Regions from separate parts of the Mus musculus genome. Here region 2 is linked to region 1. A link is a contact called in public HiChIP or PLAC-seq data. All regions are on one chromosome and are shown on one strand. The core of a region is the stretch at or near the end of the contact, and the rest is flanking DNA. Distances in the headings are between cores, read along the strand shown. Region 1 holds the start of Narf (nuclear prelamin A recognition factor). Region 2 overlaps Ccdc57 (coiled-coil domain containing 57).

Evidence for each region. HiChIP or PLAC-seq counts read pairs in DNA pulled down with a chosen protein or histone mark.
Region 2: a contact with region 1 is called in an H3K27ac HiChIP or PLAC-seq map of embryonic stem cells, with 6 read pairs. The contact joins the enhancer-like site here to the promoter of Narf in region 1. A contact is called at or near these places in 6 of 115 datasets of contacts at active chromatin or transcription factors (bone marrow-derived macrophages, embryonic stem cells, extraembryonic endoderm stem cells and 1 more) and 2 of 9 other capture datasets (adipose tissue and liver).

What each region holds. Positions count from the first base shown.
Region 1 is chr11:121,235,644-121,239,994 of GRCm38.p6, forward strand. It overlaps Narf (nuclear prelamin A recognition factor), which reads left to right and starts at 1,593. Exons shown (of 11, transcript NM_026272.3): 1 at 1,593-1,708; 2 at 2,776-2,874. The coding sequence starts at 1,682.
Region 2 is chr11:120,848,867-120,853,669 of GRCm38.p6, forward strand. All of the region lies in intron 18 of Ccdc57 (coiled-coil domain containing 57), which reads right to left. Among named protein-coding and RNA genes, the nearest start is that of Fasn, 27 kb to the left of the region's middle. Within about 2 kb of position 1,990, at least 126 of the 459 cell types and tissues checked have an H3K27ac peak or open chromatin away from gene starts, as enhancers often do. A contact at or near this core is called in adipose tissue, bone marrow-derived macrophages, embryonic stem cells and 3 more, where this site is marked.

The DNA.
Region 1 (4,351 bases), core at 343-2,842:
GTGAGCAAATGCACTGTGTGTCTGTTGCCTCCGGTGGCCAGAAGAGGCGCTAGATCCCTCGAGTTGGAGCCCGGGAAGTTTCTAGCCAGTCAGTCACAGGTGCTAAGAACCAACTTTGATCCTCTGAAAGAAAGGCAGTGCTCTTAGCCATCATCTCCCTAGCCCCCTTATATTTCTAATGATATGTTTAAACTCAGCTTTTAGAAGGCACTGAAAAACAAACTCCATTTAACAAGCTAATTCAGAGAATTTAGGGCTGGGGATGTGACAGCCAGCTGTAACTTGGGGGCACTGTTACTGCTGGTCCAGAAACAGGCTGCTCTCAGTTATTAGAGACACTTCCCTCGGTAAACCATTATCCTATAATCTCATTCTATTATTGACATTCCAGGTCAAAGGTCAGTGGCCTTTAAGGGATGCCTGGTACTATAGTAAGTTTCTTTAGCTGTCCCAGGGGAGTTATATGTACATTATTACACAGGACGATTCTCTTGCCCAGCTGTGGATTCCATAGATAAGGTACATCTTTTGTATATTATGTAACTTGCCCTATTCTGTAGGTGGTGTGCAGCTATGATATCTACTTTATAAAGCTTTCCTTTAGCCTTCTTCCAGCATGCTGTTTGGCTCTAAAGCCGCTGTCCTTCAGGTAGGAGTAAGAATGCACTTATTTAATTTAAATTTGAATTGAGTCTGTCTTTGGTCTTTCCCAGGGGATTGGAACACAACAAAAGAATAATGCATTTAATCTGCCTTGGAGACAGGTCTCACTGTGTAGCAGTATAGGGCAGTGTTGGCTTTAATTTTATCATTTTCCTGCCTCAGCCTCCTGAGTGTTGGGTAATTGCCAATAGGCCTGCTCATCCTACCTGTCATTTTGTTTGTAGACAGGTACATGTGTAGTACTGGCCGTCCTGGAACTCAGAGATCTGCCTTGCTCTGTCTCCTGGGTTCTGGGACTAAAGGCATGCGCTAACTCGCCAAGATTCAAGGTCAGCCTACTTTGAATCTACACGCCAGACTCAGCAGCATTGCCCATAAAGCAAAGCAAGCCTGCTGCGCATGTGCACTTGTGCCGCACCGGCCTACGTGAGGCTTCGCTGGCTGGTCATGGCGGCGGTAGAGGGCGGCGCCGGCTCCGCCCTCCAGGAGACGCAGTAGAGCAGAACTTACGACGCTAACTTGATTGAGCGGGCCAGGCCGCGGCCACTGAGCAAGGCGCTCTGAGGTCGCCGCGATTCGGCCTCGTCCGCTCGGTCAGCGCACTCTTCCTGCCTCATACGCCCGCCTTTGCCAACTTTCCCCATTAGTCCTTAACCAGGCAAAAACTGACAGGAGGATATGTCCCGGCCGGGCAACTACTAGTCGAGGGACAAGCTCCACCCCCGTTCTCTGATTGGCTCCTGGGAGGGACCTGCCACTTCCTCACACTCTCATTGGCTTAAGCGGCGGAGGCGGGGTGAGCGTGCCATACCATCCTTGCACTCTTTTCATTGGCTCAGGGGTGTGGCTCATCTTGCTTAGGCTCTCTCATTGGTCTACTACAGTCCTTGGGGCGGGGCCTCCGTGCAAGAAGACAACAAAGGGTCGCAGGTCGCTAGCGGGCGGCAGGCGGCGGTGTTCCAGTCTTCCTTACTCCTCACAGCTTAGGCGCGTCGGCCTCCTGCCAGTCCCACTCCAGATGAAGTGTGAGCACTGCACACGAAAGGTGGGTGCGTCGTCCGGCGGGGCTAGGGGCGAAAGCCAAGGCTGGAATCGGTGGTGAGGGTCGGGCTCAGCCGGGTGCACCTTGCTCTGTTATGTCGGCCTCTGACAGCCATCACCTGTCTGCAGAGGACTGGGCGGCGAGCTGGCTGTTGTCCACTGCAGGCGAGTGCACCGCCGGGACTGTCCGTGGAAGCTACTGTTCTGGGGCCGGGGATTGATCTCAGTCCCGGCACCCTGTTGTGGAAGTGAACGATTAATAAAGTAATTAGAAATGATGCTTTGAGCGGCTCTTCTACTTAAACAACAACAAACTTCAATACAACGAAGTGGAGAAGGAATAAAGGGCAGGCAGGCCCTCCTGTCCTGCTCCACTAGGTGGCTGAAGTGACTGACAGCTGCCTCACTTGCCTTCACACGTGATGCATGTGCAGGAATCTCGTTTGGTTTTTTGTTTTTTTACAGGAATTGTATCATATCCAAATACTCCATACGTTGTTTTTTTTTTTTTTCAGAGAATCGCCTGTAATCTTGTGTAATAGCCACATCTAAATGTTCTTATATATATTACCGTTAGATCACTTCCTGTTCTTCATTACTACTACAAACAATACAAATGGAGGGTGTGAGTGTTTATGTGTACCCTTCTATAAGTATGGATGATTTTATTTTGTAGAAAGGGTTTCTTAGAAGTAAGATCGACTGCTCAGGATATGTTTTGGTTTTTGGCATCACACTAAATTATTCTTGACTGAGCTCGGTGGTACACACCAATGATCCCAGTGCTTGAGAGACTGAGGCAGGAGCTCAAAGTTAGACAGTGCAATTTATCAAGACCCTATCTCATTAAAAAAAAATATGGTAGCACACATCTTAATCTGAGCACTCAGGAGGCAGAGGCAGACTTTCTGTGAATTTGAGGTCAGCCTGGTCTACATGGTGAGTTCCAGGACAGCCAGGACTATGTAGAAAGACTTGATCTAAAAAGGAAAAAAATAGATAAATAAAAATAGAGAAAAGAAAAATAATTTTCCTTTCTAACATCCCCCATCCTTTTTTTTTTTTTTAAAGGAATGTAGTAAAAAATCAAAAACTGATGACCAGGAGAATGTGTCCAGTGATGGGGCCCAGCCAAGCGATGGGGCCAGCCCAGCCAAGGAGAGTGAAGAGGCAAGTAGATGCTTCGGGTTTGTGTCAGCCTAACGTGAGCGTGAGTGGATCGGGTTTGTGTCAGCCTAACGTGAGTGTGAGTGGAGTGGCTACTGTTGTTTCTTCTGTCCAGTCTTATACTACCTTGCACTTCACTGCTCTAAGAAAGACTGAAGTAAAAGTGGGAAGAGCCATGTATAGGACAGTCTTGAGTCTTCTCAAACATACCAGGCCAGGAACTGCTTGAGAAATAGGAATATTGTGGTACAGTGTTGAAACCTTATTCTATAAAATGGAAGGAACTCACATTCTGTAATGCATGCAGACTTGAGGGTCAAGTTCCATGATTCTTTAAGCTTGCTGTTTAAGTTAACTAAGCTGCTTGTTTAGTTCAGTTCTTGTTTCAGCTAGTTGTGATGCTTGTTTGTACATACTGTATCACATTGTATCACATATTGTATCACATTTGGAGCTGAGCTTCATACCTGTCTCACTTCATGCTCTGAAGAGGCTACTGCATGTGTCATGCCACACTATGGATTCACAGAGAAGGTTACAGTCACAGTTGTCTTAGAAAATATTAGGACTAGTCAGGAATGCTGGTACACCTTTGGAGGTCCAGCTCAAGGTCAACCTAGGCTGTATAATGAGACCTTATCTCAACACAAAAACTGAGGGAGGGCTAAGGATTAGTCAACTGATAGAGAGCTTAGCTAGCTAGCCTGAAATTCTGAGCTCAATCATTTCAAACAAACAAATTGATTTTAGAGCTTACTAGATAGCTCAGCCGGTAAAGACACTTGCCACCGAGTCTCAGGATGTCAGTTTGATCCCCAGAACCCATATATGACATCTGGAGACTTATGAACACAGGTGACAGGAAAAGACCAGTTTTTACAAGTCGTCTTTCTACCTTTACACCAACATATTGCACACACACACATAACATCAAACAAGAAAGCAATCAGTCAATGTAATATAAAACTTTTTTATGTAAGTGTAGAATTAATGACATTGGGGAAGTAGGTGGCAGGAATTTTTTTCCTTCGACCTAGTACTTCTGATGTACTGTTTAATCTGATGGGCATAGTTCTGGCCCTCCTGTGTGTCCAGTGCTGTCCTTTGTGAAGCAGGCCTCTGGGGAGCAGCAGTGCACCAAGAGGCAATGGTCCCTGGAGTCCTGGATCAGTTTGGGCCAATGCTTTAGACACCAGACCTGTACCCTAATGCCTACCCTGTCATATAAAATCCCATTGACATATTAGGGCATACCTTAGAAGGGGAGGCCTGCCTAGACTGCACAGTAAAGTTCCATCTCCAAAAATAAAACAACCCTTTTGAGGCCCTATTTCTTATCAGTGTTGTGAGGCGTTGAGTTTCTTCCATCCCAGGGTTCTGGTAAGGATGAGATAAGTTTGAACACAGTCTAACCAACATCTTGGCAGTTTAGTGTGGGCATAATTTTTAAAAGGCTAAGGGATGCTGGGTAAAAGTTGGT
Region 2 (4,803 bases), core at 740-3,239, 390 kb before region 1:
CATGCTGTCACAGCATGTATATGAAGGTCAGACGTTAACTTGTGGTGTTCTTTCCTCGATGTTTCCCAGGGACCAAATTTTACTTGTCAGATTTGGCAGCACACTCCTTTATCCACTAAGCCATCTTGCCAGCCCTTTATCTTATTTTATTTATTTATTTTGGTTTTTTGAAACAGGGTTTCTCTAGAACTTACTCTGTAGAGCAGGATGATCTGCTCTGGGACCCTCCTGCCTCTGCCTCCCGAGTGCTTGGATTACAGTACTCAAACTGGGAGAAATCTGTAACTTTAATTTCTTTTCTTTTCTTTCTTTTTTTTTTTTTTTCCGAGACAGGGTTTCTCTGTATAGCTCTGGCTGTCCTGGAACTCACTTTGTAGACTTGAACTCTCAGAAATCCACCTGCCTCTGCCTCCCAAGTGCTCGGATTAAAGGCGTGTGCCACCACGCCCGGCTTTAAAACACGATTTTTAATGATGGTTTTAAAATGTTTTAACCTCCCTTTAGCCCACCATCCACCAGAGGTAGTGGAAAAGAAAGGATACAGGGAAAGTGGACCTGTTTAGAAATGATTCTCTGGATTAAGTCCTGTCTGTGTTGTCTGGAAATTGGCAGTTCACTTTATAGGTTAGCAGAGGCAGCTCCATCCATTGAGAAACACCAGTTACAAACAGAAATATCAGGGTAGTAGCAGCAGTGTCACGGCCTAATAGGAACAGACAGGCATCAGCCTTAGCTCAAGTCAGCAGGAGGGACCTGGAGGAATACCAGGAGGAGTTCTCAGGGTTAGGCTGTGACTCTCTCAGGGAAGCGAAGACCAACGAAGACATGAGACCCACAGGCAGTACACAGCTAGTTCTATAAGCAAGCCAAGCTCAGCCTTGGTCATTGTCCGTTGAGTCCTATTTATACTGTCTAAACATGTGTCTTCTACAGGTCTTGTCTCAGCATGTGGGTCTGTCACAGCTGACATCACTCTGTCAATCACCCCAAGTCCACTCAAGGGACAAGAAACTGTGGCACACCACCAGAAGTTTTTTTGTTTTTGTTTTTTGCTGTATTTCTTTCTATTGAGTCCCGATAAATACAGCTCAACTACACAATATAAGACAGACCAATACATGTGTGTCCTTAATAAAAAAAATCTTTCACCACACGTCCTTTCATGTGCTTGCTTTAACAAAACACCTTTTTATCTATGCCTGCTTCAGCCAAACATTCCTTAGTCTTTCACCTGTGTCCACTTCAGCTAAACGTTCCTTCATGTGTGTCCCAACAAAACACCATCCAATTGACAAGTTTCTGCTTCAGAAATCTACCTGTGTCCCGAGTGCTGGGATTACAGCACCTTCATCTTTTGATACATGGTTACTCTATTGTGTCTGGCCTTGAACCATAGACAGCTCTACCCACCCTGCATCCCTAGTGCTGAGATTGAAGGCATGCACCATCATAGCGGGCTGTTTCCTAATGTTAAGGTCTCTCACAGAATCTGGAACATGCTGTCTCAGCTAAACTTGCCAGCATCCCCCAAATCCACCATGACAGGTGCATGTTGCCACACTCGGCCTATGTGGGTGCTGGGATCTGAACTCCAGTCCTTAGCCTTGAGCTGCAAGCACTTTTACCCACAAAGGTATGTCCTCCAGTCCTTACAAGAATTGTTTTGTAGCCAGGGAGTGGCAGTGCATGCCTTTGATCCCAGCACTAGGAAGGCAGAGGTAAGTGGATTTGAGTTCCAGGCCAGCCTGGTCTACAGAGTGAGTTCCAGGACAGATAGTCAGGGTTACACAGGGAAACCCTGTTTCAATCAACAAACAGTTTGGTTTTTGTTCTCAAAGTGAACATTTTGAAGAAAAAAAAAATCATTTTCTAGCTTCCCTAGAAACAGAAGCTCATTAGATCTACAGAGCCAGGGAGGAGCCAGAGTAGGTGTGTCCAGGCCTAGCCCATTAGCCACTTCCTGCCTGTCCTCCCACCCCTCCCCTGTACGAGTGTTCTCCTGGTGAGGCCTGAGGTAAAGGGCTGGCCATTCAAGCTGAGTCTAGGACAGGGAGGCTCTACTGTCAGGCCATCAGACAAGGGTGAGCTGTTCTTTTTCCTTTTTCCTCTGGATCTCCAGATTAGAGAAGCCTGGTAGTACACAGTGTGGTCACTGTTACAGTCAGAATCTCCACAGCGGGTGGGCTATGTAAGCAGGACTTAAGAAATGACCCAGGCTGGTCTGTAATTCATGATGCTCCTCTTTTCTCTGCCTACCACGAGCTGGAATTAGAGTCTTGTGCCATAAGGATGCACTAAAAACAGCCCACAACACTAAAAAACCAACCAAACAAAAAACCTAACTCAAACATTGCACTGTACTGTGTAGCCTTCAGTTTGGTGCAAGAAGTTGACAAAAGTTTGGAGCCTAGTACTGAGCAGGGAGGGGCTGGGCTAGTTCCAACCAGTAGCCACATTCCTTAGGAGTTTCCACGCCCATGACCCTTTGTCCCATGGACAACTTTAGCCCTCCTCCTAAACCCTTTTTTCACCCAGCTGGCCATGATCTGGCCTGGTTTCTACTTGAAAATGGGATCACTGTACCTGGGACTTCATCTTGTATACTTCAAACCAAGAGCTGACCTAGCACTGAAGGGTACCTTCCAGATACTGGCTGCTCAGGACAGTCCCACCTAGAACCCCATCCCTGATCCCTGTGGGCATGGACCTTCTGCCCTGCCTCTGGTCTCCCAGGACCTGTCCCTTTCCTAGTACTCCTTTATCCTCCCCAGTGAGCCTGTTACCCTAAGTCCTCAGTTTCAATTGTCCTCTGTGAAAAGGTCACAAGTTCACATTAAAGCCAACCAGGAACTGTCTACAGCTTCAAAACTGCAGGTTAATGGGCTAGGTGTGGTGGCACACACTTTTTAATCTCAGCACTCTGCAGGCAGAGGCAGGGGGATTTTAGTCAATTCCAGCCTAGACTACACAAAGCGTGGTTCCAGGAAGGTCGGTGCTATTCAGTCACACCCTGCCACACAAAAACAAACATCAACAAAGCAGCCAGGTGAACAACAGCAACAAAACTAGTGACTGAGAATTAAGGTGCTGAGGCAGGAGGATCAAAAGCTCAAAGTCATTTTAAGCTACATAGAGTTTGAAACGAGACAGAGCTACAGGAAACCCTGTTTCAAAAAGCAAAGCAAAGCAAAACAAAACAAAAACCCCATCCTCCTCCCAAAAAAACCAACCTGTAAATTAAGACCAACAATGAAGTATCATTGTCATTTATCAGACTGGGGAAAGGTCTGGGCACTGGAGCAGAGAGCTGCTTGCCGGCAGGCAGCTGCTGGCACAGGGCCGGATTTTTTTTAGAACAGTTTGGTAACACTTCAAACTACCTACACCTTTGACCCAGCTATTTCCCTTCTAGATAATTGTCCAACCATGGCTCCCACAAGGATAGGGACACACATTGCAGCACCACATCTAATATGGACGATGACACACATGAGACCCTGAGACAAGATGAGCATGGTCACGCTGTGGATGACCCCAAAGATCTACCAGCCCACACATACTCTGAAAAGATCTTCAGATACAATAAAAAAGCAAGCTGCTTAGGGCTATTGGAAGGAAAGGGGCAAAAGTGTGTTTAAAGGCACGGTGCACCTGCCCCTGGCAGCTGGGTAGGTGGAAGGCAACTAACCAGGCAGTGGGCGGACTGGAGTCAGCTGTGGGGAGGTTGGTGTTCCAGCTGCCGCCTGCACAGGTTGTTTCCATCTGAGGGAGGCCAGAGGCAACCAGGCTGCCACGGGAGCCCCTTTCTTCCAGGGAGGCGGTCGGTTCTCTGATATATCTGGCCACTTGCATTCCTGGGACAGACAACAGGGAGGCGGGACAATGCTAATTCCTGGAAAAGACATTCAGGGGCACCTATAGCTGCACTCCAAGAAGGGAGATGAGGGCTGTCTGGAAACTGAGCTTTAGAGACAGTTGCTTCTGGATGAGGGGGTCTTCCCCTGGCTGGGACCTGTGAGCTTCAGAGATGTGTCTCCTCAGATGAACAAGGGGAAGAGCTGTTTAAGAGACGACTGGCCTGCGTTGGGAGGCATCAGGAACCCTTCCAGTTTGATCCTTATGATTGCTTTTGGTGCTGAGGGTAACCCAGGGCCTTTGAAATGGCTGGCAAGCCTCTGCCAATGAACTACTCTTTAAGAGAGTGCCCCACTGTGCTGCCCAGACTGGAGAAGAACTCTGCCTCGGAGCTGGAAACAAGTTCTGCTCTGGCTATTTTTTATTAGTGTCTTCTATCTCCAGTGTGTGCACGCGCGCATGTGCGTGTGTGCTGTGTGTGCATGGATGCTTGTGTGCATGTGTGTCTGCTGGCACATGGAGGTATGTCTCTTGTCACTCAGCTAGGCCCAGCCTTGCATCATGTGTCTCAATGCTTAATGTGTGGAAGGCTGCAGCAGGCTGATGTCTCCTCCCAGGCATTTCATTGCTGTGGAACTTGAAAATCCACTTGTTTGGCTTCAAGAGAAAGTCTGTCCATATTTCAGTTAGGGTTACACTAAAGGCCTCTTCACTGGAGAAAACCACTCACCCTGATCAGACTTCATACTCTCATGCAGGAAGTATTTCTAAAGCCTTTTTTTTTCTTTTTCTTTCCCTGAACAGTAATTTGCCTGCCCCAGACTCCAGGGTGCTGGGATTGTCAATGGGCACCACTATCAGGGGCAAGTGTTAGCTGTGGCTTGTGTGTGTGTGTGCACTCGCGCGGCGGTGGTGGTGGTGGTGGTGTGTGTGTGTGTGGGGGGGGGG